Regions from separate parts of the Oryzias latipes genome. Here region 2 is linked to region 1. The links are chromatin contacts, called in public Hi-C maps. All regions are on one chromosome and are shown on one strand. The core of a region is the stretch at or near the end of the contact, and the rest is flanking DNA. Distances in the headings are between cores, read along the strand shown.

The links. Hi-C and Micro-C count contacts between places; a contact is called where the count stands out from the background.
Region 2: a contact with region 1 is called in a Hi-C map of embryo, with 3 times the contacts expected there. The contact joins the enhancer-like site here to the promoter of LOC111947333 in region 1. A contact is called at or near these places in 4 of 5 Hi-C or Micro-C datasets (embryo and fibroblasts).

Annotation. Positions count from the first base shown.
Region 1 is chr4:2,687,934-2,691,244 of ASM223467v1, forward strand. It overlaps LOC111947333, which reads left to right and starts at 1,904. Exons shown (of 4, transcript XM_023953944.1): 1 at 1,904-2,193; 2 at 2,469-2,878; 3 at 3,288-3,311. The coding sequence starts at 2,550. It overlaps cep63 (centrosomal protein of 63 kDa), which reads right to left and starts at 1,693. Exons shown (of 15, transcript XM_020702891.2): 1 at 1,431-1,693. It overlaps trnap-ugg (a tRNA gene), which reads left to right and starts at 1,736; the gene lies at 1,736-1,807.
Region 2 is chr4:2,833,803-2,837,045 of ASM223467v1, forward strand. It overlaps sned1 (sushi, nidogen and EGF-like domain-containing protein 1), which reads right to left. Exons shown (of 31, transcript XM_011473681.2): 14 at 2,536-2,667; 15 at 2,025-2,198; 16 at 1,835-1,948; 17 at 1,631-1,744; 18 at 1,421-1,534; 19 at 94-210; 20 at 1. Among protein-coding and RNA genes, the nearest start is that of sned1, 16 kb to the right of the region's middle. Within about 2 kb of position 1,714, at least 1 of the 8 cell types and tissues checked has an H3K27ac peak or open chromatin away from gene starts, as enhancers often do. A contact at or near this core is called in embryo, where this site is marked.

The DNA.
Region 1 (3,311 bases), core at 654-3,153:
GTGCGCAAATTTAACATGGGGGCGGTGGTGACAGCGGCTCAGTGCTTGGAAAAATATCTGGTCCACTATTCGGTTCCTGTTGTCTGTTATATCACAGAGTTTGTAACAGCCTGAAACCTTTGAATTCCCGTCCCTGCAGCTGCTCCTATCTCGTGTCACACGGGGCTGCATGAGTGAGAACGAAAGGGGAGGGGTGGGGTGTGACTTTGTGATGATTATTTATAAGTCCACTGTCTTCTGAAGATAAACACAAAACATTTTAAAAACATTTAAATACATTTTTCTGCAAAAATTACAGACGCAATGCATTGTTGTCTATATTTCCCGATCTAATGAGCGTCGAGGCACACCGGTTTTTCGCAGAGACATCTGGGAAATTTCTGCGGGGCACTCAATTTGGGAATTGTAGGTTCAGACAGCACTTCAAAATGGTAAGATGCACTATATAACGGTTAGGGTGGGATTTCGGACATAGGCTCTGTCAAAAACCAGTGTGCTCACTACGTAAATCGGTACCATAGACCACAATGCATTGCGTCAAAGCAATTTTTACCCCAAATAAAGTATATTTTAAACAAACCATCAAAGTTTTTATCTTCAGAACACAGTGGATTCATAAATACGATGGAGTTTTCAGTTTACAAAAAAAAAAAATTAAAATTACGATTTTTAATTCGTAAATTTCAGAGAAAGAAAGTCATAACTGTTAAATTACGAGATTTTAAGACGTTATGAGATTTTATCTCGTTAATTTATGAGTTTTATCTCATAAATTCACAACTTAAAATCTCGTAAATTTTTGAGTTTTTTTCTCGTAAATCTACAAGAAAAAGTCATAGTAAAAAACAAGTAAAAACACATAAGTTTTCTGTTTATCGGAGCCTAGCTTGAAGACGAAATATGTGGAGACTTTTGTGAAGCTTTATTTCCAGATAAGTTTCAAAAACAAACAAATTTTGAGCCTTTTGACGACTTAAAATCACATTTTTGTTAGTGTAGCCAGCCTTCCAGGGTTCGGTGTCGGTAAAGCGGAGTTAACTAAGGAGCTCAGAGACTCGTTTGGGTGTAGAGGACCGCTACTTTATTTTCCTTTTCAATCACAAACCCAGAAGTCCATTTGTCACCTTACGTCATGAACCTGTCATGCGCAGAACACCAATGTTTAAACGAAATGTCCCGTTTCAACATAAAACAACAAAGATGAATGAAAATAGTCTGTTAAATTAGCATAAGCATGTTGAAAATGCCAAAAAAGTGCACACAGACCTCTAAACATCCTCCGTGTCTTCAATGCATTGTAATGAAATATACACAGACAGAAATGTGAAAGTATCTGCTGTAAATCCAAGAATGACTTATCAGATGAATTATTATTTCGTGGGAACATTTTTTTTTTTTACCCATGTCAGGTCACGGGCTCCGTACAGTACCTGTTGTGTCTCAGCCGGACTATAAGGACTCCATGCCTGGATCACTACTCCTCTCTGAGTCAGTCACGCGACACGTTACTTACTACGCGACAGGACATTCGCCGACGCGGCTGGAATGATCTACGGCTAAGACTCGTCCAAATTCACAGCCGTTAACATCCAGACAACCCGCGCGACGAATGACCCGGCCAACGTCGACCGTGAAGGCCGCGGCCACTGAAAGACGCAGCCCCCGAATTCGGACACACCCTCCATTTTCATCTCAATACAGATTATATTTACATATTTTGACTAAGTGTAAGCGTGGCTCGTTGGTCTAGGGGTATGATTCTCGCTTTGGGTGCGAGAGGTCCCGGGTTCAAATCCCGGACGAGCCCAAAGGTTTTTATTGTCCACTGCCCAAAGCTTTTTATTTTCCACTAAGAAAAACATTTTTATCCAAGTGGTTGGAGTGGATATTTTTTATTTTATTTATTTATTTATTTTTTTAACTTTTTACCATTTCTAAGTTAGTCATCTCCTTCGACCAGCCCTCCACCGGCCTAACAGCAAACACAGGAACAAAGACGGAGGCTTGGCTCAGCTTCCCCAGCTGTTGTTGGGCGAGTCCTGGGCGGTGACAGACGTCTCTGTTCCGCCCCCAGCCGCGGCGGACTCTCAACAGGCGGCAGACGCGACAGTTCATTTACAGTTCTTGACTGCAGGCAGACTGAGCCACTTGGAAAAACCTGATCTGAACGAGAACTAGAAGCATTTCACTCAAGTAAGTATAACATTTGATTTATTTGAACATGACTCCTCTTCTTCTGTCAGTGGTAAACTTCTTTTTATACTGTAACTTTTTACTATTAAAAGGACATGTTATTATCCAAGAAAATAATGAGTTTTCTTATCTTGATGTGAAATGGTTGCATTCACAAGAATTAAAATATCAAAAATTCCTCTAATTCATTTTTTCTCCTTAGAGTAGAAATAAATACAGCTGTCATTCCTGGGTAAAGTTTGACCAAAGGACAATCTTTTCATGTTTCTTCCCAGCCGGGCCCGTGGGACCGTCTGGGACCTTCTGCAGCTCCTCTGTGGCTCTCAGCAGGAACATCGCCGTCGTCCATCTGGACCATGGTTCTGTGTGAGGACAGCGACTGCACCGTCTGCTTCTTCCCTTACTCCCGCATGGACAGGATCCCCCGGGTGCTTCACTGCAGACATACCTTCTGTGAACTGTGTCTGGAGGCCATGCAGCAGGTCAGGAGCAGCTACCTGGCGCTGGCCTGCCCGCTGTGCCGCAGGGTCACCTGCATTGACCGAGGCCTCAGCCTGCAGGAAGCTCTGTGGGTGGACAGCAGGCAGTGGGAGCAGATCGCAGAGGCAGGAGAGGAGGACGACACACTCAAACTGGAAGGAGAGGAGCTGGAGACCAAGCAGCGCCTCTCATTACAGATGGAATGGTGAGTTCTGCAGGGGAACAGCACGTCCAACACACAGGTCAGCTTTTTAGTGATGCTGTGCCTCCGCTCTGCTGACAGTGGATGACATCATCAAAGATAAATACTGGCGCTTTTCTTCCAAAACACCATATAGAAAAATTGATTTCCTCTTTCTAGTATTGTTGTGTGTTGACTCTGTTCATAGAAGGTGAGATCATCCAAGGTAAATACTGGTGCTTTTTTCCCCCAAAGCACCGTAAACTGACTGTGAAGAGGAAGCTGAGCTTCCTCTGCAGGCCTGGGTTTAAAATTCCAGCCATGCCAGCGCCTTTTGCACGTCAGTGACAGCCTCACACTTGTCCTCAAAGCTCCCCGTTAACATCCCAGTTCTGCATTTCATTCAAATCTCTGACTCTGTCTTCCTCTCCAGTGTTTCTCCCAGGCTGAGGAGGAA
Region 2 (3,243 bases), core at 464-2,963, 150 kb after region 1:
TCTGGAAGCAGAAGCATCCTCACGTTTCTGATCAAAGTGTCCAGCATGAAGATGCAATGCTCAGGGGGGAGCAGGGAACAGCAGGGAACTCACCTTTCTTGCAGTCTTTGCCAGTGAGGCCGACTTTGCAGACACAGTTGTAGTTGCCTTTCCTGTCACTCCAGCAACGGCCACGGTTTCCACAAGGTTTCAGTACACAAGGGTCTTCCACTGCGGGCGGGGGGAAGACAGGCAGTTGATGCAACACAGAGTCAAGCCTCTCTATCTGCTGCAGAGATGAGGGCAACATGCAATTCTACAAAAGGGTCTGAACATCCTCCACCTGCTCGTTCGCAGGTGTGTGTGTGCGTGTCCTTGTGAAGAAAAGAAACTAACTTCAAACTGTTTCAAATCAATTCTAAATGTTTCCTGTATTGTTTCAATCTGAGAACACTTCAAATGGCATTTTTAGTTCCTGATGTGAAGCCTCCCTGTGTTTTGGGGTTACATTTAGTATTTTTAACCTTAAAATACTTCAGAGGAACACGTACACGAGTCCAAGATGAGACTTCTCAAGAATCAGGACCTGAACAAACCCCATGTGGACGATGTGAAGCTGCTCGCTGAAGCGTGTTCTGGTTCCAGCACGGTCTCCAACGGTTTGGTGAATGATCAGAAATGGTTTAAATCCAAACTAACAGCTTCAATGTTGAACATTTTATATGTCTAATCTATTTCAGAATAACCAAAAAATATAGAAAGATGAGCTTTTAAAGAACATCTAAAGCAAGAATTAGATTTAAACAAACCAGACATCCTTCAAAACAGCTATCCAACAAAAACCAGAGCAGGACATGGAGCTTTGGACATAAAAGTCCAAATAAAAAAGCAACAGCTCAAGATGGTGCATCTTTAGCTGTGGAAGTGCTTTATTTCATACATGATGCAATTTTATAAAAACGTTAAATGCAGTCCATCCAGTCGGGATGAAAAGAGCCTCAGGCAGAAAAATAAAGACAGATCCATTTTCTCCTCAACTAACTAACTAACTAACTAACTAACTAACTAACTAACTAACTAACTAACTAACTAACTAACTAACTAACTAACTAACTAACTAACTAACTAACTAACTAACTAACTAACTAACTAACTAACTAACTACAACTGATTTTTTTATCCTACAGGTAAACGCATTGATCCAGTAAGAATTCAAGTGACGGCTTAAAATCATCCATACAGGAGTTTTTAAAAACTAAAAATGCAATCAGAAAACTAAAAGAAATCTTGGTTTGGTAAAAGAAGACTGAAACTAACTGACATCCGCACAAACAGTCCCTCTAGACCTCAACTGAAAAACAAATGCAAACACGTTTGGGCCCTCTAGGAAAAAAAAACACACAACATTTCAACTGTAAAAGAACAGTGCAAATTGACTTACACATTTGGCACTGCTCTCCAAAGAAACCGTCTTTACACAAACACGCGTAACTCCCTCTGTGAGCTCGACACACACCTCCGTTCAGACACGGGCTGGACTCACAGTCGTCCTGCTCTGCACACACATATTCACACGGTGGTAGAATCCGTTGTTTCCTGTGGGTCAGTGCTTAATATTTGTTACAGCAAAGGTTAACAAGAAGAACTGCACCTAGTTGACAGCTCTGGCCCCTGAAGCCTGGCCTGCAGTGACACAGATAGGAGCCTGGCTTGTCCTCACATGTCCCCCTGTTCATGCAGGGCTCTGACAGGCATTCGTTTGTGTCTGAAGGGAGGTGAAACATACGCAGGCACTAAATATAGATCTGTGGGTGTGAAGAAGTGTGTTTGTGTGTGGAGTTGACCACAGCTTTACCTAACTGGCAGCGGTTTCCGCTGAAGCCATCCTTACACGTGCAAAGAAAGGATCCGACGTTATTTTGACAGCTTCCGCCGTTGAGGCACGGCTGTGATAGGCACTCGTTGATCTCTGGTGGAGGGAGTGTGATGATCAGAAATTGCTGTTGTAACTGCAGTCTTTGTGTGTGTTTCTGTGTGTTCCAGACCTTCACAGACAGGAGTCTGGCTCCATTTTCCCAGAATGCCGCAGACGCTCGTGGCAGTCCTAGGAATAGATGTGAAGCCTGAGTGGCAGACGTACACAGCCACTGAGCCGGCTGTCATGGAGGAAAACTGGACGTCAGCATGCTTGACTTGTGGAGGCGGCCCACAGCCCTGCTCTGAAATGAACACAGGCAGACAGACTGTGCTGTCAAGGCTGCACAGAGCAAAAAGGCTGCACAGTAACACGGCTTCACAAGCAGGGGGCTTAAAAGAGCACATTGAGATCATACTCATGCTGATAGAGGTGCTTTCCATCTAGACGTCCTTCTAAAAAAACCTCAAGCATGTTGTTTATGCTTGTGGAGACGAGTCATCAGGTCTGATCGGGTCTCACTTTTTTTTTAGCTTCTGGAGCTTTCTTATGTGTGAAAACGCAGGACTTCCAGTGCAGTAAGACTGCTAAGACGATCTCAGTGTGGTGCCAACGCCCACCAGTGCTGAGGCCATGCTTACCTGATGAGCTCCTGCCTATTTCACAGTGCCTGCCGCTGAAGGCTTCCATGCATTCACACTTATATTTTCCTATGTAGTGGAAGCAGGTCCCACCGTTCAGACAGGGACTGGAGGCACAGGGGTCAGGCCTTCCTGGAAGAACCAAAGGAAGTTTGACGTTCAGAGATCTGGCTTTTATAGGAAGTCTAGGAAGGTTACAGTGAGAAGTGAGGGCAGGTCAAGTGGACGAACAAAGGTTGGTTGGTGTTGGGTGGTATTTCAATGGTCCATGTAACTCCAATTATCGATCCTAATCATTTCTTCAAATTTTGCGACCTTGAAGCAGCGTTTTGGGCTCTGTAACGTTTGTGTCAAGTTTACTGAGTGATGTAAGAAAAGCTCATTGCAGAAAGGATTCTTAGTAATTGTTGTTTATTTTGCTCCTTTTCTTCTACATCAAACATATCAACTCTAATAACATTGAATCTCCAGACATTAGAAGGAATAAATGAGCAAACAGCAACACGCCTCTGAGTGTGGTGTTACACAATAAGGTACGATAAGACTTTATTCATCCCACGATGGGGAAATTCTTTTCTTTGCAGCAGCGAAAAAGACATCCAAATGGCAAAAGTGACATTCAATCAAAATCAAAGTGACCTCCTGGCTCAACAGTGCAACACCACAAAACAACAGCGGTGGAGTACAAAGGGAAGGGAAGGACGTTTA